Regions from separate parts of the Mus musculus genome. Here all the other regions are linked to region 6. Evidence: chromatin contacts called from public Hi-C and HiChIP or PLAC-seq data. All regions are on one chromosome and are shown on one strand. Each heading gives the region's core, a stretch centred on a gene start, on an enhancer-like site or on the middle of the called end of the contact. The rest is flanking DNA. Distances are from core to core; before and after follow the strand shown.

The links. A called contact is a pair of places that touch in the nucleus more often than the background predicts. HiChIP or PLAC-seq counts read pairs in DNA pulled down with a chosen protein or histone mark.
Region 1: an H3K4me3 HiChIP or PLAC-seq map of embryonic limb bud shows a contact between it and region 6, with 5 times the contacts expected there. The contact joins the promoter of Gabrr3 here to the promoter of St3gal6 in region 6. A contact is called at or near these places in 5 of 39 promoter capture datasets (the 3T3-L1 cell line, hippocampal neurons, liver and 1 more) and 1 of 115 datasets of contacts at active chromatin or transcription factors (embryonic limb bud).
Region 2: a FOXA1 HiChIP or PLAC-seq map of pancreatic cancer cells shows a contact between it and region 6. The contact joins the enhancer-like site here to the promoter of St3gal6 in region 6. A contact is called at or near these places in 5 of 39 promoter capture datasets (embryonic stem cells, frontonasal cranial neural crest, hippocampal neurons and 2 more), 2 of 115 datasets of contacts at active chromatin or transcription factors (pancreatic cancer cells and stem cell-derived neural progenitor cells) and 1 of 9 other capture datasets (adipose tissue).
Region 3: a Hi-C map of cerebellum shows a contact between it and region 6, with 2.3 times the contacts expected there. The contact joins the promoter of Cmss1 here to the promoter of St3gal6 in region 6. A contact is called at or near these places in 8 of 39 promoter capture datasets (the 3T3-L1 cell line, 3T3-L1-derived adipocytes, the C10 cell line and 4 more), 1 of 484 Hi-C or Micro-C datasets (cerebellum), 8 of 115 datasets of contacts at active chromatin or transcription factors (cardiomyocytes, embryonic forebrain, embryonic stem cells and 4 more) and 1 of 9 other capture datasets (adipose tissue).
Region 4: a contact with region 6 is called in a Hi-C map of CD8 T cells, with 6 times the contacts expected there. The contact joins the promoter of Riox2 here to the promoter of St3gal6 in region 6. A contact is called at or near these places in 2 of 39 promoter capture datasets (embryonic stem cells and pre-B cells), 1 of 484 Hi-C or Micro-C datasets (CD8 T cells) and 4 of 115 datasets of contacts at active chromatin or transcription factors (astrocytes, memory CD8 T cells, pancreatic cancer cells and 1 more).
Region 5: a FOXA1 HiChIP or PLAC-seq map of pancreatic cancer cells shows a contact between it and region 6. The contact joins the promoter of Col8a1 here to the promoter of St3gal6 in region 6. A contact is called at or near these places in 1 of 39 promoter capture datasets (hippocampal neurons) and 1 of 115 datasets of contacts at active chromatin or transcription factors (pancreatic cancer cells).
Region 7: a contact with region 6 is called in a Hi-C map of cardiomyocytes, with 2.9 times the contacts expected there. The contact joins the enhancer-like site here to the promoter of St3gal6 in region 6. A contact is called at or near these places in 2 of 39 promoter capture datasets (the C10 cell line and hippocampal neurons), 1 of 484 Hi-C or Micro-C datasets (cardiomyocytes) and 1 of 115 datasets of contacts at active chromatin or transcription factors (pro-B cells).

The regions. Positions count from the first base shown.
Region 1 is chr16:59,405,212-59,409,367 of GRCm38.p6, forward strand. Gabrr3 (gamma-aminobutyric acid (GABA) receptor, rho 3) reads left to right here and starts at 2,171. Exons shown (of 9, transcript NM_001081190.1): 1 at 2,171-2,286. The coding sequence starts at 2,171. It overlaps Gm33611 (a long non-coding RNA gene), which reads left to right. Exons shown (of 3, transcript XR_384916.2): 2 at 1-60; 3 at 564-950.
Region 2 is chr16:57,647,833-57,651,657 of GRCm38.p6, forward strand. The region is part of intron 2 of Col8a1 (collagen, type VIII, alpha 1); the gene reads right to left. Among named protein-coding and RNA genes, the nearest start is that of Gm51269, 39 kb to the left of the region's middle. Within about 2 kb of position 2,204, at least 39 of the 459 cell types and tissues checked have an H3K27ac peak or open chromatin away from gene starts, as enhancers often do. A contact at or near this core is called in pancreatic cancer cells, where this site is marked.
Region 3 is chr16:57,603,962-57,608,274 of GRCm38.p6, forward strand. Cmss1 (cms small ribosomal subunit 1) reads right to left here and starts at 2,906. Exons shown (of 10, transcript NM_025599.3): 1 at 2,705-2,906. The coding sequence starts at 2,765.
Region 4 is chr16:59,469,953-59,473,736 of GRCm38.p6, forward strand. Riox2 (ribosomal oxygenase 2) reads left to right here and starts at 1,823. Exons shown (of 10, transcript NM_025910.3): 1 at 1,823-1,993.
Region 5 is chr16:57,752,517-57,756,574 of GRCm38.p6, forward strand. Col8a1 (collagen, type VIII, alpha 1) reads right to left here and starts at 2,221. Exons shown (of 4, transcript NM_007739.2): 1 at 2,124-2,221.
Region 6 is chr16:58,521,293-58,525,498 of GRCm38.p6, forward strand. St3gal6 (ST3 beta-galactoside alpha-2,3-sialyltransferase 6) reads right to left here and starts at 2,134. Exons shown (of 11, transcript NM_018784.3): 1 at 1,784-2,134.
Region 7 is chr16:59,516,148-59,520,433 of GRCm38.p6, forward strand. The region is part of intron 17 of Crybg3 (beta-gamma crystallin domain containing 3); the gene reads right to left. Among named protein-coding and RNA genes, the nearest start is that of Riox2, 47 kb to the left of the region's middle. Within about 2 kb of position 1,599, at least 96 of the 459 cell types and tissues checked have an H3K27ac peak or open chromatin away from gene starts, as enhancers often do. A contact at or near this core is called in cardiomyocytes, where this site is marked.

The DNA of each region.
Region 1 (4,156 bases), core at 921-3,420, 880 kb after region 6:
AGGTCAACAAGCTGCCTCAGCACCAAGAGACAGATGCTTCGCTCTAATTGCCTGAGAACTGTAAGACCTCTTATGAACCAACCGTTTCCACGTTAAGCTGCTGACTTGTTTTTATTTTTAGTACAGACCATTTCGGACTTAAAATTCATCACCCAAAAAAAAAAATCATAAACTCTTTTTCGCATCACTTTTAAATATGACGAGTAGTTGGTGTGGGTGGGGGCAGAGTGGGGGCGGGGCGGGGCGGGGGCAGGGGCAGAGGTTAGGGGTGGGGGGGGGGGGAGATGTAATAAAGAGTTCAGATGAGTTCTCATCATTGATTTTGAAGAGGCAGTACAGTGACAAACTCAGTATGAGCGCATCCACAAATTGCTTGGGATAAACTTGTGAACTTAGTACGGACTTAGTAAGTACCATCACTTAGTATGGACTCTTCTGACTCCAACTTCTCCGTTTCCTCCCCCCTCCTCCTCTCCCTCCTCTCCCTCCTCTCCCTCCTCCTCCTCCTCCTCCTCCTCCTCCTCCTCCTCCTCCTCCTCCTCCTCCTCCCCCTTGTTCTCTAGTTCTTCAGAAAGCCCAAGGGAGGGAAGACGTAGAGAATGCGGGTGAGGAGAAGAAAAAGAGCAAGAGGAACAGCAACAGCGTACAGAAAACACAAGCTTTAAGGCATGGGGTAAAAGGATACACAGTCTAAATTAAATACATTCTTATGATAAGTGAGTAACAACACATACAAGATGTTACGTCAACAAATCTATCTGCAGATCCTCTCAAACTCTAATTGTCTCTATACTGCTCATCTTTTAATACCTCAGTTGGAGAAAGTTAATGTCACTGGATATCCATTCCGTGACATTTACATCCACGCTGTATGCAGCCTAGCTGTCTGCCTTCTTGACATAAGCTGGGATCATCTGGGAGAAAGGAACCACAATTGAGAAAATACCTCCATGGGCTGGAGAGATGGCTCAGCGGTTAAGAGCACTGACTGCTCTTCTGAAGGTCCTGAGTTCAAATCCCAGGACTGGGAGAAAGGAACCCCAATTGAGAAAATACCAACATGAGATTGGCCTGTAGGCAAGCCTCTGTGGCATTTTCTTGGTTAATGATTGGTTGAAGTGAGAGAGCCCAGCCCATTGTGAGTGGTGTTGCCCTGGGCCAGTGGTACTAGCATTATAAGAAAACAAACTGAGCAAGCCTTGAGGAGCAAGCCGGTGGTACGCAGTGGTCTTCCATCATCTCGGCTCCAGTCCTGCCTCCAGGGTCTTGCTTGAGTTCCTGGCCTGACTTGCCTTAATGATGGACTAGAGAGTGAGAGCTGTAAGATGAAGTAAGTCCTCTCCTCTCCAAATTGCTTTTGGCCACAACATTTCATCACAGTAATGGAAGTCCTAACTAAGACATACAGGGAATATTAGCAGCCAGAATTTCTACTGTCTGTATGCAGGCAGCATGCATTAGGAGCATGGATGGCCCTAACTTAACACTGACAGGTTAATGTCTGGTGCATCATCCAGTACAGTAACATTTCATTTAGAGGTTGCTTACTTTATTTAACCTTAAATTGAATTACTTTCGTTATGAATAAACCATCATCATAAAATGTTGATGTTTACTTGAAAATGATAGTAATGTGAATTTCTATTGTGCAGAGAGGCCTGTGTGTTGGAGGAGAGGAGATGATTCCTTTCGGGATTAAATGAAGCTGTGAGATAAAGGGAAAGGTCTTGCAGTGTGTAATTAAGATTAAATTAATCATCTTCCTCTCATTAAGCATATTATTTTACAGAGTCATTACATATATTCAAATTATATTGCACCGGATTAAGAGGATTAGAGCCTAACCTAGCTTCTTTGTCTGCTGAGGGCAGCAGCTGAGAGTTTATTGAGTGGGGAATCAAGCATGCGACCAAGAACTGTCCCTGGGAAGAGGGCAAACGGAAGGTGTTGCCTTGTTTTCTTTACATTGCCAATGAGGCAGACAGACACAGCCTGTGAGTGATGCCAATCTACTTATCTATGAAACAACAAGCAGCATTGAGGGCAACGTCTGCTTGTCTCTTCTTATTCATTTTCGTGACCTGATATCTATTTTTTGAAAGACACATGGTCAGGACATTTCACTAGCTGTGTTGGTGGCACATCCCTGCCTTCCTTCCTCCTGGAAGACATGGTCCTGGCTGTTTGGTTGGTCTCCTTCACCTACACCTGGATCACACTGATGCTGGATGCCTCTGCCATCAAGAAACCCCATCAGCAATGTCTCTCTTCACCGAAACAAACCCGGTAAGATATGGAAAGAGAGTCATCAGTGATTTCCCAGTTTCTCTCCATAGCTGCCTCGGACCCTCTGCTAATCTAAAAACATCTCTTTAGGGGAAACCCATCTTTGTCGAAGTACCTGTGTCTGAAATAGCACTGACCCATCAGAAGAAATGGTCAACATCTGCAAGTATGGGATCTCCCATGTCCGGCATTATTTCTCTAGTTGTATTTATTTAGGTAGCATACAGTTAAATGTTTTGCATCGACACCATCTTTCAGGGAGCCTATTGCTCCAATGAGAAATGCACTCATTGCTAGGAATGTTGCTTATTTACAATTTCTTTACATGTTTGAATTAGTAGTCTAAGAAATGACTTTTCTTGTCAGTTTTGTGGAGGGAAACTTGGTTTTAGATTTTGAAGAGAGAGTGTAAGAAAGCATTCAGACCATTTGTTACCTGTTGAAAATAGTGCTCAGAAATGTAAATACCTTTCCAAAGATCAACATATCATTATTGTTTTTTGTTTTTTTTTTCCCATCAGTATCATGAGATGCCAGGCTATTTACAGGGAACCATTGGCTATCAATAGATTCTAGGAAAGAAGGAATCACTGATTTAGTTCAGTACCTTCTGATGTGTTTATAAAAAGATAAAGGTGTATAAGATATGTTCTATGGGAGCTGTGGTAAGGCATGGGGTAAGGGGGTGCCTCGGTGGGCCCATGCCAAGGCATCCCTTCCCCCTGAGGGACCAGCCACACCACGGTATAGTATAGAATAGAGTTTATTTAGGGCATGGAGAGGGGAGTTAAGAGAGTAGTAGAGGCAGAGAAAGGCAGAGAGAATGAGAGAGAGAGAGAGAGAGAGAGAGAGAGGCTGGCCTTGACCACGGGGAGAGAGGGGGAAGGGAATGGGGAGAGTGGGGGAGCAAGAGGGAATAAGAGTCAAGAGAGAGAGGAGCGGGCAAGCAGCCCCTTTTATAGTGGGTCAGGCCTACCTGGCTATTGCCAGGTAACTGTGGGGAGGAGCATACCTGGCTATTGCCAAGTAATTGTGGGGTGGAGTTTAGATAGAATGCCAACACCTTCTTAGCTGCCAACAGAGAGCTCCAAACACGAGGTCACAGAGACAGCCTGGTTCATCTCAGTGGGTTGCAAAACAAAACTAACCAGAGAGAAATGTGTTTGCACGGTGGGGCGTGAGTAGTGGGGGAGAGGGGTGGAAGATAAAAGTAGTTAGTGTGCAAGATGTGTGTGTATGGCATTGTAAATAACAGCAGAGAAGCTAGAGAAAGCACCCAAGGAGCTGAAGGGGTCTGCAACCCTATAGGTGGAACAACAATATGAACTAACCAGTACCCCCAGAGCTCGTGTCTCTAGCTGCATATGTAGCAGAAGATGGCCTAGTCGGCCATCACTGGGAAGAAAGTATTGAAAACTTTATATGCCCCAGTAAAGGGGAATGCCAGGGCCAAGAGGCGGGAGTGGGTGGGTAGGTGAGCAGGGCAGGGGGAGGGTATAGGGAACTTTCGAGATAGCATTTGAAATGTATTTTTAAAAAATATCTAATAAAAAAATAAATAAATAAAAAAGCTATACTGACCATTACATGTTTTGTTTTATTTTGTTCTGTTTTGTTTTTCCTTTTTTAAGTCAACAGTGAACACAAAGTCGTTCTGTTAAGGAGGAAACTTTTCCTTAGGTTAAATGACTCTTCTTTCCTTTTAAAAGAGAAAATTAAAAGGTTGTGTAGGGCAGGTTTCCTCCATAAGAAACCCTGGGGTTTCTGCTGTCTGGGGTCCAAATGCTGATTTTCCAGTTCTCTATGAACTAACTGAAGAGCCCTCCAGGCCACAAGCGAGAAGATTCATTAACATTTATAGCTGCTGCTT
Region 2 (3,825 bases), core at 954-3,453, 870 kb before region 6:
TTATAGTCCTTTGAATACCAGAAAGCATGTCCAAATTCCAGAAGGAAAGGATGTCATCTTGTTCTCCACCATAATAGCAAACAGATTAAGGATGTCATGATCCCATTTCAGTCCTGCATAATCTGCCTAGGTATTCCACTTAATAATCTATCTGAATTTTACATGCCGTCTTTGGGACAGAATGCTCATTAGGGTTTAGTACCTCTCTCCTCCTTCTCCTCCTCCTCCTCCTCCTCCTCCTCCTCCTCCTCCTCCTCCAGGTTCTTAGGGTTAGAAGGTGAGTGCAATTAGGAAGTGGGGCCTTGTTGCGGTAGGTGTGTCACTGTGGGCATGCACTTAAGCCCCTCTTATTCTAGCTGCCTGGAAGTCAGTATTCTGCTAGCAGCCTTCAGATGAAGATGTAGAACTCTCAGTTCCTCCTGCACCACCATACCTGCCATGATGCTGCCATGCTCCTGCCTTGATAAAAATGGACTGAACCTCTGAACCTGTAAGCCAGCCCCAATTAAATGTTGTCTTTATAAGAAAAAAAAAAAAGATGAGTGCATTACTACACACCATTCTAGTTTCCTTTTGTCCCATTCAACAACTGTGAGAGGAACTAGAAATGACTCAACACCAACCAGGACACCACTTTTGCCTCAGTGGATATCCAGACAATGGCAAACATGCTTGAAAAAAAAATCCAGTGCCCCATCTGTTCCTTTTCTCTCTAGTTTCCTCCTCATTTATCCCCAGTCTTCCTGTCTGATTTCTTTACCCTTTACCAGCTATTTGGTTCCCACTCGGTGTTTATAATCTCATCAGATCACTTTGAACCTGTGCCAGAATAAAGACTAATGCTTTATCATGGTGGGATACAAGACTCAAACCATCTTCTCTCCTTTCTGGATCAAGGACAGACTTCTTGTAACCAAAGAGATATGCCAGTGTGGGAAGATTCAGGTAGCCCCATAAAGCAGTCATTTTTGCCTCAAGACAAAAATAATTCTCCATAGCTCTACAGAGTGCTTAAGATTCCAACTAAATTTCTAGAACCTAGGAAAGCTATCGCAGCCTCAGAATTGTGATAATTATGACTGACCTATGATTGAGATGAGAAACGAGGAATGTAGGAGTACTGAGAAATCTGGATGGGCTGTCCTGACTGGGACTATGTAAAGGGTAATGTGGAGGTTCAAGGTCACAAGTGCCTTGGAGACTAGAAGCATCAGATGGAGGGATGAAGTTGAGCCTTGCCACACAGTCCCTCTACCAGATCGTGGGGATGCTGGTCAAGATGCTGTGATTGCCGTGTGGCTGTTACATCACCACTAAGAGGTGAGTATGAATATATTCAAAAGGATTTCCTGTAGTCTGCCTTTATAGAAGTAGAGTCAACCTTCAGCAAAGCTCTTTGGAGACTGACTGTCCCCTAAGTTTGCTTCAGATGAGAAGTTTTGGCTGTTGGCAAGGCTTGGAACTCAGCCTTCTTTCCCAGCCACCCATGGCAGGGGCTGCTGCTTCCCAGACATGTGTGAATGTATAGAGTAAATGACTGACACCCTTGTCATAGCACATGGCTAGAGTTTCAAAGCATAGACACTGTATTCTAGGCAGGAAAGAAGCTGACTCGCCCCCACCCCAGCCCCCAGCCAAGCTACATGTGACAAATGGCCAGTAGAAGGCCCAAACCAAGGTTCTTCTATGCTATTTTTATCTTAGTCTCTGATCACATGGGGGGGGGCAGTGGGGGGAGAGCTAAGGCTTCTCTGATCATCAGTTTAAAGATCTCACAGCCCAAGAGGCAAGCACCCTCTCCTGGAGTCAGACTCACAAGCCTGCTGGATCATTGTGCATATTCCTAGTCTGGAATGTGCCAAGGATAGCCAGGAGATGCACACATTCACTACTGTTTCTCCCTATATAAATTTCTCCTAATAAACACAGCTTGGCCCTTCGCCTTTGTCTGCATAACAACCTTCAGATACTGTCCAGCATTCTATCTAAAGAGATTGGAGTTCTTTCTCTACAAAGGAGAAGAGAGATGTGTTCATCTGGTAATTAATCAATTGATCCATTCCTTTAATACAGTTCAATATCCAGCAAATGCCAAGCAGGTGCTGGAGACCTAACAATGAGCAGAGAGTGAGATCCCTGTCCTGGAATGACTCAAAGTGCAGGGCTGCTTGGCTGAGGCCCTGGCCACTCAGACTCCTCCCCTTGGTCAGTTCTGCTTCTATGAGTTAGTAACAGGGGTGGGGGTGGGGGAACATTGAACTCCTGGTCCTGTGTATTGGTCTGGCTGACTCACTAAGATAGTAAGTGCCAGCATTTTTACAATCTCATGTTGGCTCCCCTCCACCTCCCAGCATGTGATTGGGCTTCTTCTACCTTCTGGTCCTTGAAGTGTATCCATAGAAAACAAACTTATTTCAAGATCTGTCCGACGAGACTTGCAAGGAATGTAAATAAAGGACACTGCTGCATAGCAAACACAAGTAGCAACTGAATAACCTGAGTGTATGGCCTTACACAGGAGTACAAGGAACAGTAAGTTATTCATGAGAACTGTTAAAAAATTGGGGAGTTACTACACTTACATATTATCTGGCATACGATGATATTAAAGCAATCTTAAAATATCATAATAAATTTTACTATTACTTATTCTAACTTCTGAAGTGTCAAATGGTTCATAACTGTAATAGCTATTCTCAGATGTCAATTTGACTTCACCTGGAATTAACTAAAACCCAAGTGGCTGGGTATACTGGTAAAGGATTTTTTTTTCCTCAATGAAATTATTTGAAGTGGGAAGACCCACTATTAGTTCTGATCTTTTCAGGTGAAAAGATTCACCTTTAATCTGGGCCATTCCTTCTGGTGGCAATCTATATAAAAGACATGGAAGAAGGGAGCTTGCTCTCTTTGCCTGCTCTCTCTCTCTCTCTCTCTCTCTCTCTCTCTCTCTCTCTCTCTCTCTCTCTTGCTGGCAAGTCCATTCCTTTACTGGCATTGCAGCCAATGTCTTCAGGATACCAGAGCATACTGAAGACCAGACGAGACATCCAGCCTTGTGAACTGCAACTACTGCAGTTTTGGACCTTCTTTTGGTAGACAGCCATTGTTGGACTAACTGGACTACAGCCTGTTAGCCATTTTAATAAATTCCTTTCTATATTTATGTAGATTCTGTTCCCCCACAGAAGAGATTAATACAGTAACCCGTGGTGTAATTTTCTACTTAAAAAATTTAAAAAGTATGCACCATCTAGTCACCATCTTATCTTCAAACCTATCATTTCTCTCTCCCCCTACCGATAGTTATCAATGCAGACATTTGATTACAGAGACAAACAAGGTAAATTGCTGCCCATCTTTGAGTTCTGATTGAGTACAGATGTGGATATTTTTAGCACGTGCTAAAGGCTCTTTTGGATTGAGCAGGTGAAGTATATACTATGTGGAAAAAAAATTTCAAAGAGTTTTCCTTACTACACCATTTCTGTGGACAAGTATTTACTTTTAAATATCTGTGTCTCAGGAAACACGGCTAGGGTTCTTAATGGCTGAGCCATCTCTCCAGGATCTTTAAAAAAATTCTCAAAATAAGGATATATGTGTGTAGAAATTATGATAGAACTTAACTTTATTTTGTGTCTGATACTTGAAATATAACCAGTGCTTCCCATGGTTGCTTACTTAGTCCATTCATAATGAGCTAAAGAAGTCTTAGCTCAACACCCACTGTAGAGTTGGGGTACCTATATGACATCATCAGGGACAGGAAGGGGCCACCTGCATATCTTTTTATATACAATTCAGTTTTATTTTTATTATTGT
Region 3 (4,313 bases), core at 1,656-4,155, 920 kb before region 6:
ATAAGGTCTCCAGCCAATATGAAGCTATGAACTATTAAAAGTTTACTAATAGACTGAATGAATGCCTTCTACCAACAAAATCACCGCTCTGAGCCTCTGGGATAAAGCAGAGAATGAGGAAAACCTAAGCTCTGCTTCCATGGAGTTTATAATCCCCGTGCCAGGAGACTGATTTAATAAGGCAAGCAGCAGCCAGCGCTAAATGACCTGCCAACATCAGAAGTCACCCAAGCACTACTGTAGGCTAACCAGGAGCAGCTTCTCAGGGAGGTGATGATTCTGCAAACCGTGCGTACATTTCCTGCTAGGTATCCATGAGTTTCATGAAAAATACCCCTAATAAATGTGGAAGACCTTTCATTTCCTCTCTTGTGTTTAACAGAGGTCTGAACTGAGTTCCTATGTTAACAGCTAGTTACTACATCAGAAGGACAGCAAGGAACTACAAGAGCCTGAGACAAAAGGAATGGAGCCTGTTGAGCACCAGAGCAAGTGAGGAGCAGCGCTGCTGAGCCAGGGTAAGCCGGTGGGGACTGAATTCTCTGGTAGCTGAGGGGCAAATATTGATGCTGAGGCCTCTATTTTGAGCTTACTACAGTGGTTCATACAAGTTAGAACAACATATAGGTCCACAGAGCAAAATGCAAAGAAAGACTCAGGAAACCTTGTGGAGGGAGACACAACAGGAAATAAAGGAAACAAAGAAACATAGCCACATCCTTCCAAGCCTGTGTGAGACTGATGGGTTGTGGGGACTGACACATGGAAGTGTGGAGAAAGGCAGGTTTACAACACTATTCCTATTAACCACTGAATACTTTAGAAGCCATCCAGATGTTTGAATTCCAAAATAAATCACATATTAGGATTACATCTCAATCACTGACAAAAAGATAAAGTGTACGGTTAAAACTGCTTATTTAGTTCTGAACAAAATCAGACTGAGAGTCAACTGACACAGTTTGATAATAATGTGCACGCATCGTATACCTTTTAAAATCAATAATGGGTTTGCTTAGAGATGGGATTCTTCTCTTTGGTCACAGTAGTTATCAGGAAAAATGCAAGCGCAAGACAGACTGACTTCAGATCATCCGACTGTGAAGGAGAGCTACCTCACTCAACAGGAGAAGCCCAAGCTAATCTCTGAGATCTCAGTGCTTCTGTTTCCTCCCGTATACAACAGGGATAAAGATAACTACTTCTCTGTACACTTACAAAGATGAATAATCTAGTGCTCATAAAGCAGCAAAAACAATGCATGACAGCAATAGGTAGGCTGAGGCAGGAGAATTAAGAGTTTCAGAATTTAGATCATACTAAGAGCTCAACAAATGAAAACTGGCATTACTGTCATATCCACTGTCTCCTGGCATTTCTGAACACTCCGGTTTTCTTGTTACATGTATGGTGAGAGGGGGCATCTAAGACTCAGAAGAAGCTACTGAGTCATTTGAGAAACACTCCTCAAACGATGGGGAGACTGAGAGTTACAGATTACCTGACTTTTAGCTTCCTACTTCTGTCATCCCTAGTCTAGTCTCAACCCTGGGATCCAGACTGCCACTCGCCACTGGACTGACACTCTACTCTTCTGTTCCCCTTAAATCACAAAACCCATGCTGTAACTTTCAGTTTCACACTGAGAAATGGTCTAAACGTGTTAACTCTGTTTGCTATCATGTGAGATGGTACTGAGATCAAAATAAATGGAAATATGACATTGACCCTACCATCTAAAACTAGAGACAGGTGGACCTTGGATCCTTGGAGGGTGACTTGAGACAGTAACAATAGAAGTAGCTATCGCATGGTTAAGTCTTATGGGGCATGAAATGTTCAAGGCCACTGGAGTGGGGGGGTTACTTAATGCTACTTTACTTGAAAATAAAATGCCTACTGCACACAGAATGGGTACACATAGTACACCATAATAGAAACTGTTGGAGCCGAGCAGTGGTGGTTCACACCTTTAATCTCGGCACTTGGGAGACAGAAGCAGGCGGATTTCTGAGTTCGAGGCCAGCCTGGTCTACAGAATGAGTTCCAGGACAGCCAGGGCTACACAGAGAAACCCTGTCTAAAAAAAAAAAAAAAAGAAAGAAAGAAAAGAAAAGAAAAGAAAAGAAAAGAAAAGAAAAGAAAAGAAAAGAATTTGCTGTAAAGCAGAAGAGTTAAGCCCCTTGCTGGCTCGAACTACACATGATAAAGAACACGCTACTTTAATATTTTGTACATATACTACACGCCAAAAATTGTGTTGTGCTATACAACTTTAAATTACCTTCACTACATCTTCACAATTTTTTGGAGAGAATTACTCCTTTCACACGTGAGGAAAAAGGAGAATGTGTCGGAGTATCAGAGTCTGTGATTTGAATTCCCAATCTGAACCTAGTTCAGGGATTACTGGTAACCACTATGACAAACTGTACAGAAACGGTCTATCTAGTCTCAAGAAAATAGTAAAAAGTCTAGAAAACCAGAGCGCAGGAAGTAGCCCTCTCAGACTGGCAGGCGGCGACGGGGTCCCTCTCGTTCCACGTGTGACACGGTGTTGTCCCTCCCCAGTTCCCGCGCCGTCCCATGTTCCCACGGCTCCGCGCTCCACCTCCGGGCAGACCGCCACGACTGCCACACGCGGGTAAGGCAGCTGAGGCGAGGACCAGGGCAGGAGGAACGAGGGAGGCGGGCGAGAGCTTACCTGGGCTGCTGGCGGCTGCCGGCTGGTTCTCCCACCACTCGTCTCCCAGATCGTCTGCCATCCCCGTGAGACCCGGACGCGAACTGACAACCAGATGAAAGCAAGGCGGCCGCTCGCGCTCCTGGGCTCAGCTTCACTGGCGGCGTTAGCAACGCTACACGCGGAAAAACCAAGGAACTCCGTCGCCCGCGCCACTGGAGATGACGTCACAGACGCCACGCCCCCCCAGCTGCGGCAGCCAGGGGTGTCGCCGTTTCCACACAGGCTCAGACGTTCAAGATCGGCCTAGAAACTCCAAATAAATGCTCTGTTGAGCCTAGAAATACAAGAAAAGAGTTACCATCGGTTTGGGTTATTTTTTTTTAATATTTAAGTATTTTGTTTTGGTTTATGGCCGAAAAGCCGATGTCGAAAGTGCAAGAACGGATGCTAAGACGATTTTTCTCTGTTGGATTTCAAAGAGCTTGCACCGCGGGAGGAGACCCGAGCACGTGGATGTGTTTTCACTTGGTTGTCAGGGTTCTGGCGTTCCAGCGCCTGTGCAGTTTGTCCTTAGAAACGCACCTGAGAGTTGCTGACGATGAATGTCGGAACTTGGTTGTACATGTGAACGTTGCTGCTCTTTTTCTACAACTTAAGAGGGACGAATATCCTGAAGACCTGAAACATACCACTTCTCTATTTAAAATACTTAATCAGGTTTTGATATTCTCTTTAGAGGACTTGGATTGTGATCTGTCCCATTCAGTACCATGGCCCTTGGAACATGAATAGAACTTGGGGCCTGGTGTGGTGGCGCACGCCTTTAATCCCAGCAATCTGGGAAGCAGAGGCAAGCAGATTCCTTGAGTTGAAGGCCAGCCTGGTCTACAGGGGAGTTCCAGGACACCCAAGACTCTGCAGAGACATCCTGTGGAGGAGGAGGAGAATTGTTTTATTCAACAGTACATTTGTTTCTGTCATCTCCATTAGCCATCTGCCTGACAACAGGTATTAAGAGGTCAGGAAGGCCACAGGCCAAATGCAGCGATTGAGTTGTTTGTACCGGTGCTCATAAGTTACTTTTATAGTAGAACGCTTTGGACAACATAAACTAACCAGAAAGAAAGAGTGGCTTTAATATGGTGCGTCTATACATTCATACTTCGTGTATTTGCTAATTCACCCTTTATAGAAAAAAATACAAGCTCTATTGAATAAACAATATAAATTGTATCTTCCCTTTAACTGTTTTGTTACCAGTAAATAGATATCTGGGTTTATAAGTTAGCCTACCCTAACCCCACCTCCAACTCCAACACCCATATCTGGTACTGTAGAATCCAAAATAAGTTCAAGACCACCCAGCCTCTTCCCCTCTGAAGGGACTTTCAGAAACATAGCAGTCAAAATGACTGAGTCTACAGCTGCCAAAACAAAATGAGCTGTTCTTAGAAAAATAACCATAACAAGATAGCAATTTCCAGAGAAATCCCCCTACCCTGCCCCACACTGAATTCTGAGAAAGACTACAAACCACCCTGACCTTTCTAAAATTCCCTGTGACATTAAGAGCTGTGATGTTAATAGCTGACCTATAAGATCAAAATGTAGTGCTGCTTTGCTGATA
Region 4 (3,784 bases), core at 573-3,072, 950 kb after region 6:
AGCTAAGTCAACAGGCAATAAAGAGAGGGAAGCACCCCCACCCCCACCCACCGCTTCAGAGAACACTAATGCAGGCATGTCTGAGCATTGTACACTTCAAAGAGGTGCTATAACCACAAACCCACACATCAGATAAAGTTTTAGGGCAATCACACTTTCCTGAAATAACTTAAAAGATGTTTTGTTAACTAGGTTGTGCCTGCAGCTGGGGCCATATGTATATTAAATCTTGGATCAATGAGAAAGGGGCCTCAGGACCTGCTACATAGTTTTTAAATAAATGTGGAACTAGGGGATCAGGGTTGGGGGAGAGACTATTTTGTGACAATGAGTTCCAATCATTGAATGTGATTTAGAAGGATAATGTAAATGAAAAGTAGGAGGAAATACAAGACAAAGGAATGACTTGTAGAAACTGTAAATATGGCTGGTCTACAAAATGATCTTAAAGTCTGATGTGGTCTGTATTTTGAGAAGAATTTCTCTATATTTCTAAATATAGAATTTATCTATATTTCATTTTGAAGATAGAATTTTTATCTCTACCATCTATCATTTATCTGTCTTTCTATGTTATTCTAGGTCACGTTTCGGCTGAGATTGAAGTAATCTAATTGTTCTTGTTCATTTATATGAAGGATGGTGTATAGTGTAACTCACAACGAAGTAATTAATTGCGCAAGGGCCATCAAGTTATACAACACATCAACTCAAAATATTACCCTACTTTTTCTGAAGTATTTTTTATTTGATTCTCTCATGATATTATCATTAGCTCCTTTGATTGTAGCCACTTGTGCTGATGAAATTCTTCATAAGTTTTACTTGGTTAATATACATTATATTACTGTGCTATGCTTCATATAAAATAATTTGACCTCTATGTGGATGTAGAAAAAAACAAAGATTTTTTTATTATTAATTACTGTCATATATGATTTCATGACTGTTCCTCTTTTGCCCCTCTGTAGACCCCAATGCTTTGAGGATACTCAGTTGCTAATCCATTACCTAATAAATAACCAACTGTGTAAAAACATGCATGTATGCAAAACACTTTGGCACTAAGACTTATTTTCAGGCATTGTGATGGTTTAAAAAGGAGTAGTGGCTCCCATAGGCTGATATATCTGAATGTGTAGACATTAGGGAGTGGCACAATGTGAGAAGGATTGGGAAATGAGACCTTTTTGGAATAGGTGTGGCCTTGCTGGAGGAAGTATGTCACTGGGTGTGAGTTTTGAGACATTAAAATAAAGAAAAACTTAAAAGGATTGGAATGAAAATATATGAAGTCTAAACAAAATGGTTGGTACTAAAATTGTTAAGTTACCCGGGCGTGGTGGCACACGCCTTTAATCCCAGCACTCGGGAGGCAGAGGCAGGCGGATTTCTGAGTTCGAGGCCAACCTGATCTACAAAGTGAGTTCCAGGACAGCCAGGGCTACACAGAGAAACCCTGTCTCAAAAAACAAACAAACAAACAAAAATTGTTAAGTTAATAACAATCGTATACATATTAAAGCCATATACAATGACGGTTTTGGATCTTTTGTGGACCGATGGAGTACAAGCACTCTCTCAAGAAGCATGTTCTTGTATGTGTGTGTTAATAAAGGGAACTGTCCAAATTTATAGATTTCCCTCTAACTTCAGATTTGAAGGTAGCAACTATAAAAAGCACATTCACGTTCTGTGACCTTTAGGTTCATAGGCCAGAGCAGGGGAAGGCCTGTAGCTGTAGGCAGGAGCAGGGATGTGGTCCGGGGGCGGAGCCAGAAGTCCGGGGCGGGGCCGCGTCTCGTGGGCGGGGTCGCGTCTCGTGGGCGGGGCCGCGTCTCGGGAGCCCGCCCTGGACGTGACCACGCCGTCGCGCCCTTCCATGCCTTAGCTGGGTCAACTTGCGGAAGACACGCAACAGGCCGTGCCGGTGCAGCGCGTGGGACGCGGGTCAGGCTGAGAAGTGCAGCTCTGGAGGGCTGGGGCCTAACTGGTGAGCCGGGTGGCTGAGGGCTGGGGACCTGGCCACGTGCACCGCCGGACTGGTGGCGGGCGGCACACGCCGGCGAGCTAGAGCCAGGCTGCGCGCGCAGACGGGGAGGGGCAGGGACCACGGTCGCGGACTGAGGAGGGGCGCGGGGACTGTCGCCCAGCTCGGGACTTGGAGCGTAGGTTGCCTTTTTATCTCCACGTGAGGAAGACTGCCTGTCTGCCTGCCTGCCTCCAGGATGTCCAACAAGTGACTAAACAGGTTTCAGGAAGTCTACCAGCGGTCATGATCTGAACTTCCGGCGCCGGGAGTTGGGTTTCACCAGCTCCTTTTTAATACCTGGATGCCTCTGAACTTTTGGGCTGCATCTTTCGTGACCTCATGGACCCCCCGAATACACATAATTCGTATTCTGTTTATATAAAGCTGCAAAAAAACATAACTGCCATTCAGTGAGACATCTCTGAATTAATGAAAACTTTTCTGGGTGCTGAAGACAATTGCTTTCAGTTAGCCTGGTGATTTTCTTACAAGCAATATATAATTAAAAAGTATTTCACCACTTTATTTATTTTATGTGTGGATGTACACAGGCTATGATGTACCGGTGGAGGTTGGTGGACACTTTGAGGGAATCCTTTCCTTCCAGTATGTGGGTCTCAGAAATTAAACTAAGTGGACAGCAGGTGTCTTTACCGCCTGAGTCATCTCTCAGGCCCATGGTGTATAACTACTGTCAGGTGTGATTAATTGAGCTAAGTTCAATCTAGTCTTCTCTAGGTTAGTGGGCCTACAATTCGTTCATTAAGGACTTCTGTGAATGTAGATTTCTGCCTCCAGCATCAGAAGTGGTACTCCACTAGGTTTGATGTGTGCATCTAGACATTAGCGTGTACCACGCTTTGCTGGTAAAATACTGCTACCATGGAGAGAGACGTCCCTGCCAGGGCTGCTAGTGAGTATTGATATCTATGGTTACTTGTACAGAATAATAGTCCTAATTGTGCAAACCTCCTCCTCCTCCTGTCTTTCCCAAGTGGTGGTGGTCATGGGGTTTTTTTTGGGGGGGGGGGGTTTGTTTGTTTGGGGAGCTAGTGAGTAAGGCTTTTGAGAATTTGCTAAGAAGAAAAAGTGAAGAAAAATTCTGACTTAACTGTCTTGTGCCATACTTGGCTAGGTTTGTGCAAGGTAGAGGTAGCTATCTCTTAAGACACTCTGTGGCTTCTTGTCATTAAGTTTTACCATGGGAAAATTAGGTCGCCCTAAAATGTAGATTCTTAAGTTTGTCAACTATAGTAAGAGTGCCAACATTTATTTTCGGGTTGAACTTATCAGCGATACAGCAATTACCAGTTTATAAACTGAGTCTCTTTTAGAATTGTTTAAGTGCTTTTAAATCAACTTACCGCAACCCCAGGTCTATAGAAAGAAATATTCTTGTTTCTATCTGGGAGCCCCGTGGGGCTTACAGGCAGGTGCTGCACCATTATGGATAAAGCAGTCTCTTGTTTAATTTCCTGTGTTTCTTGAAATACAAGGAATGTCTTGGGTGTCCTGGGCATGTGAAATGGTGGTGCCGTTTGGTATATTTGGAGATAGGCCTGGTGTGTCTACTCTGCTCCACCCTCCAAAGGCTATAAAAAAATGAGTGGTGTAAGGAAAACAGAATGTATCTGAGTTAGTTTCCAATTAACTGAGGCTCAGATAAATTCTGTTAACCTAGGGGAAGAATAGGTGGTGTAATCGTAGGCAAGGTAAGTTCTGTAGTCTTGGGGTTGACTTGTTGGTGATTGT
Region 5 (4,058 bases), core at 971-3,470, 770 kb before region 6:
ACAACTAAATGACACCTTAACTTTGATTTTTCTAAACTCATAAGAAGAAAAGTACCATTGTGCCTGGTACATACCTTAGGGAAAGACTCCTTTGACTGGTAATGCCCCCTGGGAAGGTTAGATCATGAACAGTCTGAGATGATCTCACCCACTTAGTTAAGGGGGTTGAACCTCATGACACATATACTGTTAAACTGTTCATAGCTGCTCCGTTCAGACAGTCAGGGAGAGCAGAAGCAAACCTTCAGAGAACAATTATAAGTCTCAAATTTAGCTTGAACAGAGTTCTATAATGTAAGCTTTTGGCCCTTAGGGCTGATAACTTTGACAGAGGAGGTTTTTGGAGGAAATTATAATCTTTTCTCACTGATGGGGCTGAGCAGGACTCAAGTATTACCTTAAAGGAGGAATTAACTTGAATGAACCCAACATTTGGGTTGGCCTTGTTTCATACCTGCACCTTCCATGGCTCATTACTCTTGTTAGCTAGAGAGCCAGCAGACTGCACTGTGGATGGAGATAAGGGGATTTGAAGATGCACAGGTCACATATTATATTGGCCAATAGTAATTTTATATCATTTTCTGAAAGGAAACCACATTCTCTGCAGTATTTTTCCACTGGGGGGAAAAACTGCAACGTGGGGGAAATGGTTCATAAGTAACTTGAATAATTTTATGCTAGCCCTTTCATGCTAAACAGTGTTTAATATTTTTACATTTCTTTTGATATATAAAAGATAAAGAGAATTTGGAAAAGCCCAAGCCACTTGTCTAAGTGTGTGATTTATTTCAGTTTTAGACCTACAGTGAAATTTCCCATTTGAAACAGCACACAACCAACAGGCATGAAGATGTGAATGGCTCTCTCCCCTTAAGAACCTTAAGGACTAAAGCGCTGCTTTGGTTTCTTGACTGGCAGCCTGGGCTTGTCTCCTCCAAGAGCAGCTTCTGCAGTTGCCCAGATGGAACATTTGAAGAGGGCTTTTCTCCCACATGAGAGCCTTTCATCCCACAAAACCCACAGAATATGGTAGCAAACTTGATGGCACAAGAGTCTGATTTTTATTTATTTTTCCAAAGTAGCTGTCAGGTTTGCTTCTCCTCACACAGGTGCACAGCACTCTGGAGAAGAAGAACAGATCAACCCCCAACCCACCTACCACAACCACTTCCCCAAACCACCCCTACACACATCCAAGGTCTCTTCCCCACTGCAGAGCTCTGGGGGAGTCAGTCAATAACCAGGCACTCGCTTGAGGAGGGCAGAGGGGACGGTGAGGATGAAAACCTTCCATCTGAAGTCTTTCTGGCTGATCTCGCTATACATCAGTCAGTTGTACACAGAAGAATTGTGCAATCTGACCGGCGTGCTTTCTGAGAAACATATTGAAACACTTCGTGTTTGAGGTGTGTATAGGCATCACAGAGTTCTCATACACTCTCAGTCTCCACACAAGACTCCTTTTAGGCTGTACTGGAAAGGTAGCCCAGCAGTGGCTCATCCTGCCCCAGCTTGTAAACTGGGATTTGTACTTTCCTATCTTCCAGTCACCTGATTACTGTCCCCGGGCAAAGGGCACTCGTTCACATCATTTTTTCCGAGCAGTTAAACCTGGAAAGATACTTCTTAAAGGACTCACAGAAGTTGTCTTGGGGGTTTGGAAAACATCACAAAATCAGCAGCCGACCTTTTGACTGTGCTATTTTTAGAGAAGTAATTGTGCTCCTTTAAAGTGCATTTTTTTTTGACAATGGGACAGATTCCCCTGCCCTTACTGATATGTGAACTATTTACAATTAAAAACACAAGCATAATACCGCAAACAGATACATTTAACCTCAGAAGCAGTCAGACAGACGGGGCACGCGGGGAGGGGGGGCAGTGTGACTTAAAAAGAGAAAAGATTTTTGTAATAGAAATGCTGTTGTTTCTGCCAAAAAGGAATTTTTATTTTACTGTTCAAACAGAAGTTTGTTTTCAAACCAGTTGCTAGTTAAGAAGCTCACTGTTCATTACAGCATCCTTATGAATCAACTCTAAGTAAAAGGCGTTGACCAGCAGGGACTCACTCCAGGCAGCAACCCCCTGCAAGTCAGCAGCCCTGACAAGGGTTATCTTACCTTGAGCACGTCAGATCTGGGAGACAGGGACTCGGGCTCCCACGGAGAGGACCGTGGAAGGGCTCTGATCCTCTGTGCTCTGCGGGTAACTTGCACTTGGCTTTTATGGACAGGTGGGCGGAGCTGTTCCTCACAGTAGGTGGGCAGGGATTGAGCGGGGGCGGCGGGCGGGCTGCCCCCGTGGAGCTGGACACTTGTCTGGGGAGGGGCAGAAAGGGTAGAGCCCGAGTTTTTAGGAGTGGGGAGAGCCAGGGACTTTGGAGGGCGGCGGAGTAAATAGACAGGAGTGGAGACGAATGAGGGAGAGTAGAGAAAGGCAGAGACCACAGAAGGGAAAGGTTGGGGAAGAAATGAATGGGGCTTGGGGACGGGAAGCTAAAGTAAAGGTAGGGGAAGAGAGAGAGATAGGGATTTGATTCTGGAAGATGAAATGGGTACTGGATTATTTTTCGGTTTTGTGTGACATTTTTGGCAGCGAGAGGAACCTGGGCGACTGTCAATAACAAAGGTGTTTTCTCTGTGATCGAAAAGCCAAGTAACCGCCCAAGAGAACTGACGGGTTTGGAAGCGAGGTAGAGGCGAGGAAGATGGGCTTCTGGAAAAGGGTGGAGGACAAGCCCGGTGAGCCCAGACAGTGGTGGGAGGGGATCGTCCCAGGGAGCCCCAGGCGCCCTGCCTCTGGGAGCTGACTGCTGCAGCCTGGCCCACCCCACCTCACTCCTGCCAGCCTCCTTCCACAGACAGTTCTAAGCGTGCAACATCCAGGCAGCTCCAGAGGCTGGAGCAGCTGTGAGGTCCATCTGCGGAGACAGCTCCGCACCAGCTCGTCCCTTCAGCATCAACATCTGCTTATGTAACACAGGATGCTAGGGCTCGCTGTCCTCTGGTTATTTTCGGTATTAAAAAAAAAATCTCTCCTAGCTAGCAACTGAAAAATGTTCGGTGTCATAGCTCTCTCCACTTGTCGTAGGCATAGAGAGGATTTAACCAACAAGTGCGAAGGGTCATGCTGAAGTTATTAAAAAATGTATTCAGAGAAAGAAAAATAAGGTCCTTTCGCTGCTGAGCGGTGACTCACTTCCCAGCCCAAGCTACAGTTTTGCCACCAAAGAAATCAAAGCATTTGAAAGGAGGACTTGAGACTCAGAGATGGGAAATGGGAGTCGGATAGATGCCTTGGAGAAGAGGGAATGACCTTGCTCACCGAGTACACACACACACACACACACACACACACACACACACACACACACACACGATCTTAAGCCATGCTGTGCTGTTTTCTGTCTTGTTTTCTAGCTAGCTCAAGCTGGCAACAGGCTAAGCTAGGCAGTTTAAAAACTCCTGCACTCCTTAGTGTGCCTGGAGAGTGTGCATTGTTCTGAGGACCCGCGCAGGGGCTTGAAAACTGTTCAGTAGTATCCCTCAGCCTCTCCTCCACAGGATGCCAGAGGACCACTAGCCCAGCAGTCTCCTTCTGCTAGGTGTGGAAAAAAAATGGCCTTGGACTTAGCCATAGGATACTGAAGGGCAAAAAACCTCTCCACTAAGAAAGAGCCACTGGCCTAGTAAAGGTCCACAGTATAAAAAAGAATTTTCAAAGAATCTATTAAGAAAATAGTAGTGCGTGCCACTGGGATAATAATAATACCTGCCACCACATGTGCTAAGTTTACACTGGACTTAGTTTTTTACAGACTCACTCCCATCTGTCTGCCTGGAGAGCCCAGAGCCTCAACTGATGGTTCCTTTGTAAGAATTCCAAGCTTAGCTCGAATGGATAGGCTTGGAAGTCAACATGCAAAAACCGATGCGATTCAGAGAGGGAGGATGGTGAAGAGTCATTAGACAAAATGGAAACATTTTAATTTTCATCAAGATACAAATTTGACATCATATGTGTGTGCGTGTATATACATATATATGTGTGTGGGT
Region 6 (4,206 bases), core at 884-3,383:
TGGCTTTCAATATTCATGATGAGAAAAACTTCCTAAGAGCTGATTGCTTTCCTCCTCCTTTTTTTTTTTTTTTTTTTTCTCAACTTCCCACAAAAGGAACTCCCCTAGTGTCTGACCAGAAAGTGTGGCAAGGAGAGATAGTTCAGCAACTCTTACTTTGGGTGACCAAGAAAAGAAATTCAGACGTGGGAGAAAACAGATTGTTATTCTCTCTCACCCTCATTACTTCTCTCCGAGAACCTTTTCCTTAGCCCGAGGGTACAGCAGTCAAGTTCTTGATCAAGTTTGAGGTGACTACAATGAGTGGCGTTGCCATCAGGAAAGAGTTCCTGCCACCACAAAAACTGAGACAATCCTGTTTCTGGCACCATGGTATGGAACCATAAAGACTGACATATAGAATGCCCTGTGTACTATTTTGTCACATGCCAACCTTGCTCCGTGTCATAAAATACAACTTTTGGGAAAACAGATCAGAATCATACAGACATTTTCCATAAAAGTTCCCTTGATCCCAAATCGCCATTATCTAAGGTGCCTCTGAAACAGATAACCTTATTCAAAGTCAAACTAACTATCTAAGGCATTATTATTATTTTTATTTATTTATTTATTTTTCTGATCTTGCTTTCAAAAGCAATCTTTTGTGACACTTAAAGCCTTGATTGATCAGAGCTTCCCAAATATTTCACATCACCATGTCGATAAAAAGATAGCTCCGTGGTTAGAAGCTGGAAGGAAATTCTGGATTTGAAGACCGGGAAAGTCAAATCGTCAGGGTAGCCTAATAGGGAGGCATGGCCATCTGAGGGCATACTGAAGAAGCCTGAAGGTCGGCACGTCAGGGCACTGGAGCCATTAAGGACCTGCTATTTTCTAAACCATCCACTATTCATGGCATTAAGGTGTTTCTCTTAAAAACAAACTTGACTCCTGAATTTGAAATCTACGTGGTTTCTAATAGGCTAGCACCTACCATGTCCTTCCTGTCCCATCACCTTTAAACACAATTCTTCACACCCTGGCTGCCCTTCTCCTGGCTTCCTCTAAGGATCCCTAAAAGGCACTTGGAGTTTCTTTATTTTCTAGAAATCGCTTTTTATAGATTTTTCTTTTAAATCAAAATAACAGTGCGCAAGGAAGGGGCTAAGCCCACGAGAGCTCCCTAGGCAACGACCGCAAAATAGCAAGTTTCTTCTCTCTTCTCTTAAAAATTCACAGCAGCCAAAACTGCAGTTTTCTCACCGTTGCCCTTCAGTCCAAACAAACTGTCTCGGCTTTTTGTTAGGTTTAGTTTTATTGTACCAAGAAAGATTTCTTGGAAAACTCAGTAAGGTAAAAAAGAACCTTCCAGGCTCATTCACCCTTCCTCGCTTACAGACCCTTTCAGAAATAATGGTGATCGAGGAACCATGCTCTCCTGTGGGTCTCCCACTGCATAGATTGGGGGCGATCCAGGAGAGCAGAGTCCTAGCGCCCCGGAGCACCACTCTCTCTGGGTTCTCCCTAGCAGCTCTGGGACCCTACAGGAGAGCTCCTGGCTGGTCACCCCGCACACCCTGCTGCCTGGAGGATCTCAGGGCCCCAAGGTTCCCTCATCGCTCCGGTGATTTAGCAGAGGACGAAGGGTCTGAGAGCGCGCAGAGTCCCCTTCCCTACTCCGCAGCGGTTGCAGAATCGGAGTGCCTGGGCAGCATCCCAAATCCCATGCTGGGTCGGGGAACGCAGTCTTCCCCGCACCCCCAGCTAAGCAGACCCGCAGCGTGGCCAGCCGCAGAGTTACCTGCCGAGGCCCGAGCTCGGCCACCGCAGAGGCATGCACAGGGCTCTCCGCAGCGCGCTTCTGTCTGTCCCGTGGCGTCTGCAGCATCGGGTCCCGAGCAGGCGGCGAGCGGAAGCCTGAGCTAGCGGGGTGACAAGAACGCGATCCCTTCCCTCCACCCCTACCCCCGATGTGGCGAAGGAGCAGAGCGGAGCGAGGCGCAGTGTGGCCCGGAGGCTGAGACCGCCAACGTTCCCCTTACAGCTCTCAGCGCCGGACTCTGGGTCCCCCGGCGGCTGTGTGCTACGCCGCGGGAAGCTCCTCCTTATTGCTGGCGCCAGATGCTCGGTGGCCGCCGCCCCCAAGTTCCTGCCGAAAAGTGCTGCCCGGTGGCTGCCGGTGGGCTCAGAGACCCCCGGGGCGGTAGCCGTGCTCTCTGGCTCCTACCTTTAGGGCGGGGCGGTCACCAGCCGCTTGCTCTCGCTGGGAGTCCCCGACAGGAAAATCACTGCGAAGGGAGGGCCGGGAAAGGGCGGCGGGTGGCTTCAGGACAAGGTAGGAGGATTGATTTCCAGAGCCAAGAAGACACTCCCATCCTGCCCCGGTTTGTTGGGAAAGCTGCGGGAGCAAAGGCGGGAGGCTGTAAGGGGCTCTCCTTTCAGGCGCTTATGGGAGGCAGAAAGCAACAGAGTTTAGTTTCACCCTGGACTGTCTGTGACATCAGACACAGTGGGTAATTTGGTCTCTAGCTGAAAGGGAGAGGTGTTCACAAAGCTACACAATTTCCTGCCTCTGCTCTTCAAAGACAAAAGTGTTAGCGGAGTAGGTGTAGACATATATATAGTTCATCTTATATTTTAAAAAGACGTTACCTCAGAAAGAATGAAAGGGGCACTTCTTCACTCCTTTCCTCGTTTCTTCTTTCCTTTTCTTCCTTTCTTCTTCCCTCCCTCTCTCCCTATCCTTTCTTTCTGTAGCCTTCACTAGGAAAAAGTTTGTATTAAGAAAGCCCTCAGACTTGCATAGCTCTGAATGCTTTTTAAAAATCAGTGTCTGGTCAAATACTCACATGCAATCAAATGACCTCCATCCACCTCCGGGAGAGAAGCGCTACTGTCTGGGAGGAAAGGAGCTGGGTGTAACTCAAAGCTGACAGTGTGTCAAGTGGCAGCGAAGTCCTCCCACTCGTGTGATGGACCTTCTAGTATTTTCCTTAATTATACCAACAGCCCTAGGAAGTTGCACTTGTTTTTCCAATCCAAACATGGAAAGGGCTCAAACCATTCCGATTCTTACCCTTTCTACAGATTACCTTTGACATAACTCACATAGCTTTTGTAATTATATGCTTGGCTCTTGGAACACCAGGGTAGTCAAAAAAAAAAAAAAAAAAGTCCTGGAATTTGTCCATCTAGATAAATTTTCTGGAAAACTACCACAAACTTTTAGAGTTTCTGCTGAGTTCTCCCATGCTCTCTTCATGATCTTCAAAATGAAACCCGCATTTTGCTTTATTCCTCCTGACCTCCTAGGTTTTGTGTGCTCGATTTGTTTTTGACCGCACTTCCCTGTGTAATCTAGGTTGGCATGGAAATCTCGGTTCCCTTTTTTCAGACTCTGAAGTCCCTGGATACCCATCTGTGTAGTGGTGCGATGGGGAGGGGCATTCCTAGATTCTCCTCCGTTTTGCTTTTGTTGTGTTGTTGCTTTTATACAAGGTTGTTTTGTTTTGTTTTTTTTTATCTTGCTGTGTAACCGAAGCTGGCTTCTGACTCTTGATAATCCTCCTGCCTCATCCTTCCAACTGCTGATACTACCTGAATACACTATACTCCTCCTAGATTGTGTGTGTGTGTGTGTGTGTGTGTGTGAGAGAGAGAGAGAGAGAGAGAGAGAGAGAGAGAGAGAGAGAGAGAGAGATTGATTTACCATGTGGTTGCTGGGAATTGAACTCAGAACCTCTGGAAGAGCAGAGAGGACTCTAACCAATGAGCCATCTCTCTAGTCCCACTGCCTAGATTTTTTTTTAATCCTGCAAAGAAATATGCTAAGGGAGGAGGACAGGAGCTGCACTTAGGTAACCACCATGACTTTGCATATTCTGCAAAGTTTAGCTGTAACCTACTCACCTGCCTTGGACTCCTCCGACTCCTTCAACAAACCTCTAGCTCCAAAATTATTTACATTATGATTCACAATAGTAGCAAATTTACAGTTAAGACGTACCAACAAAAACAATTTTATGGTTCGAGGCCAGCCTGGTCTACAGAGTGAGTTCCAGGACAGCCAGGGCTTTACAGAGAAACCCTGTCTTGAAAACAAAAAAACAACCCCAAAATAAATAAATAAATAAATAAATAATAATAATAATAATAATAATAATAATACTTTTATAGTTAGGGTCACCACAACATGAGGTTTACAACATTAGGAATGTGGAGAAC
Region 7 (4,286 bases), core at 349-2,848, 990 kb after region 6:
AAGATGCCTTCATGGTAGTGGGCTGTAGGCAAGTCTATGGGGGCATTTTCTGATGAAAGGCTGAAGTGGCCCTGGCCACTGTGTGTGGTGCCCTTGAGCATGTGGTGCTAGACATAAGACGGAAGCTGAGCTAGACCACAAGGAGCAATCTAGTAAACAGCATCCCTCCACGGCCTCCATCTGCTTCAGTTCCTGCCTCCAGGTTCCTGTCTTGGGTTCCTTCCCCGATTTTCCTCAGTGATAGTGGGACCTCAGAGTTTTAAGTCAAAATCAATCCTTTCCTCCCCAAGGTTCTCTTGGTTGTGGTATTTTAAGACAGTGATAAAAGCAAACTAAGACAGACTTCAAACATGAGGTCACCCGTGGTTATCCAATTTAGATCCTAAAGGACATAGGCAAAATGTGCATTTGTTTCCACAATGCAGGGCAAAATAGAAAAAGATAATAAAGGGTACTGGCAGGAGCCAAGGGGAGAGTTTGGTGAAGGAGACTCAACAATGGAATGGGGATGAGAGACTACCAGAAAGTCACACAAAAACTTTAGGGAAGAAATGAAATGAACAGCTCAGAGGGAAAGAGTTAAGAGGTTTTCATGGTGGTTTGTATCTGTGTGTATGAGAGAGGGGGGAGGGAAGGGGAGAGGGAGGGAGGGAAGGAGAGAAAGGGAAGGGAGGGAGGGAAAGAAGGAGGGGAGGGAGGGAGGGAGGGAGGGAGGGAGGGAGGGAGGGAGGGAGGGAGGGAGGGAAAGAATATTCCTAAATTCCTTAATGGGATGGAAAATGAGAAGGGAGAGAAAACAATTATATCTAGTACTTGCTACAGATTAGATGTTTGAAAGTTGCCATAGGAGCAGAGTGGGATAGTGATGATAATGACCATTAACAGGACTGGGAATGAAAGAAGGCGCCTGAGAGGGAAAGCGGAATGCCCAAGCACTGCTGTGGAGGGCGCACTGGGGACCTGAGAGGTGTCGGGGACAGCAGGCTGCTATGTGGGCTACAGGCAAGGAGTCTACTATGTGGCCTAGGGGAGCGGTACAGAGCCATCAGTAACAGAAACCCCCAGCTAACAGAGACCGTGGCCAAGGACGATTTCCAGAAAACGCGCATGGAAGGAGGGCAGGGCAGGCGGATAAGGAAATCTGCATTTCATGTCATGAGTTCACTTTACTAATCTCTACTACCTTTTATTTAGTGCTTACTAAAAAACTTGGTACATGATTAGTACTCAGTAATTAAAGTTGAATAAATGAATGTTCAGTAAAATCATTCTTGTGCAGTATTCTTAATATATCTACAGAGAATTCAGTCAGTTTAAACACCGCCACCACCCCCAATCAAAGCAAAAGAGAAAGCCCTTAAACTCTCCTCTCCCACATCACTAATCAGTTGAGCTTTCTATTCCCGGAGGCTGCAGGGCAAGCCACAGCCACCAGGCTTGCGGTTCCTGTCGTCAGCTTGCTCTCTCGCACCCAATACACTCATTTCTAAATATAGAAGGCCGTGGTTTCAGCGAAACACTTAAGCTTCTTTAAACCTAGCAGTTGATCTCTTTCATCTTAGGAAGCCATCTGGTAACCATCACCAAGGTTGGTAAAACCCTTACAGAGAAACAACCCGACACCAACCCGGTCCGAGGGGGCTTGAAACTTACACTAAGGAACACTGTCAAACACATCAGCTTCCATACACACGGCTACAGCTGGAGGAGATCTGGACGAAACCTCCAGGCCTCGGTTCTCTTTGCCAGCACCACCTGCTCTGCCATTGCTTTTCTCAGACACTGATACAACAACCAACAGTTCCCCATGGTAAATCCTACAGGAAATCTAAGAGGGAATTAGGACCACGGTCTATGGTGTACCATGCTCCTCATGTGACAGGTCACCAGACCTCCTCTAGGCCAACAGTCCTTTTGTTCTTTTTTTAAAAAGGAGGCTGGCTTTGTGACAAGGGCAGACAAAGAATATACTGAGGACTTTTAAATGTGACCACCTCATTGCCAAAACCCTGATAACAGAGACCACCTCCCTGATAACAGAGACCACCTCCCTGCCTCCCTAGGTGTACGCTGTGCCATTTGAATATTATCTTGTCAGCTTTAACTGTCCTCTAAAATGAAGTAGAAAAGCCAATTGATGACTCTCCTTCTTAAAAAGCTTTCATCCGTTGAACAGAAATGGGTGCACGATGCTGAGTTTCTGCAGAAGCACCAGATGTGACTCTGACTCCTGCCCTCCACTGTCATGAAAACAACCACGACCCTGGTCAAAGGCGATCCCATCCTACCCACCCACCAGTAAGACACACAAGTGTGTGTCTACAATCAGTGCTCGGTCTGAAACAGAAGCTACTCAACGGCTCTGTGACGGCTAAAAGAAGATGTGGAAAGTTAAAAAAGAAATTTTGTAAACACCCATGTTAGAAAGTACAAAGATTCTGAGGACTTCTGTGAACGTTAATTCACAATATTACCTCTAACCATGTGAAAACCAGGGTGGGCCAACTTCTTTTTCATGCTCACTATATTTACCAGTCGATTTATCTGCACTAGAACTAAAAGCTGTCACCAGTTCGATAATTCCTGCTGTAACTGGTTTCTTTCCGAGGTGTTAACTGAGACCCAGACAAATTAAGAGACTGTCTGTCCCAAGTCACATTAGTGGGGCAACAAGTCTGGGAAACTCCTTCTACAGTGAAATCATTGCAACACTACAGATCATATATCCAGGGACCTCTCAACTGTAGCCTTCATCTCTACAGAGAAAAGGTAGCCTGGATAAAACTGTCACTTATAGAACAGGCTGATCCCACATGAAAATGAAATCTTAAGGCTCTCAGTGTGATATGATAGCATTAAGGCACTGGGCACTTAGTCTTAACGTGTCCACAGAACTGCAGGCGATACCCTCAATAGCTGCAGGGCTCATCATTCAAAACAAACCCAGCAGAATAGCCTTATATGTAAACTTAATGCAACCAAACAGAAACATTTCCTAGGATGAATCTAGATCACACTGGCTAGTGGCACAGCTACATACAAAAAGGCATATCATTCTAAGATCGCTATGGAGCAACAAAGAAAGCAGACGGGAGGGGGAGACAGAAGACCGAGGTCTAGGACTCTCCGTGGGAAGGAGACATGGAAACTGCATGTGACTGGGATCTGGAGGGATGGCTCATTTGTCATAGGTACACTAGTTTTGACATGCCTACTACCTTATTGTAACCAAATACATGCTCAAATACTAGCCTTTTGGTGACTGAAACAGTCTCACATGTTCCTCGTGATGGGCAGAAATGCCCCGCACAGACTTTTCAAGCATTCCAGCCATTAGGATCTACTTCTGTACAGATTACCTAAAATTGAGTTGATTCCATTCACCAAATTAAAAATCTTTCAAAAACTTTTTTTACTAAGGTACTTTCGTATTTAGGACATCTTTTGTTTTCAGAGATAATCGACACCAGGCATTATCTCAGTTGACATGACCACTAAAATGTGCTTTAAAAATACAATCCCTTCCCCCTGTGAATACGGCCTACTTTTCCAATGCTTTTTCAAGATTGGTGCTGAGCATATCACACTTCTGTTTCCGTGCCTCTTACCATTTTAGCGGTCTTCCCTTGACAGACAGGACGCATTAGGGGCCCCTTACTCTCAGAGTTAGTGTCCATGGGACAAGAGGGAGAGACCAAGAAGTCTATTTGTAGTCTCATTCCTTAGCCAAGATGCTATTCTTAGCCTGATACCAAGAATACTCTCTCCAAGAATGCTTTGGGAAACAAGATGACACCACTAAGGTTCAGATCAAAGGAGCTGAACATGGACCTTACCCCTAAAGTCACCTCTGGTTGGAAGGTCTGAGTCGCCCCCATTATAATTCAGGGCTTACCATCAGCTCTGTGTTCATCTCAAGCTTTGACCAGCCATGAACTTGGGGAATCCTCTTAGTAAGAACTTTGATGTATCCTGGACTCCTGTTACCTCCCTTGTACAGATCCTGGAGAACAGAAGCCTAGGACAGGCAGCCCAGAGTGCTGGCTTTCTCACACTTAAATTTCTAAATATACCTGTGGCAAAGAAGAACTTATGTACTCTATAGACATGAGCCTCCATGGGGACACAGCCTACTGCATAGACCAGGTAGGAAAGTCCTTGCTTACCAGAATTCAAGTTTAAGTCAATACTAATGGTACTCCATGCCTTAATGTAGACTGGAATCCTGAGTAGCAAGTTGTCCTGTGACTCAATTACTATGTAAATGTAATGATGCTATCCTTTTT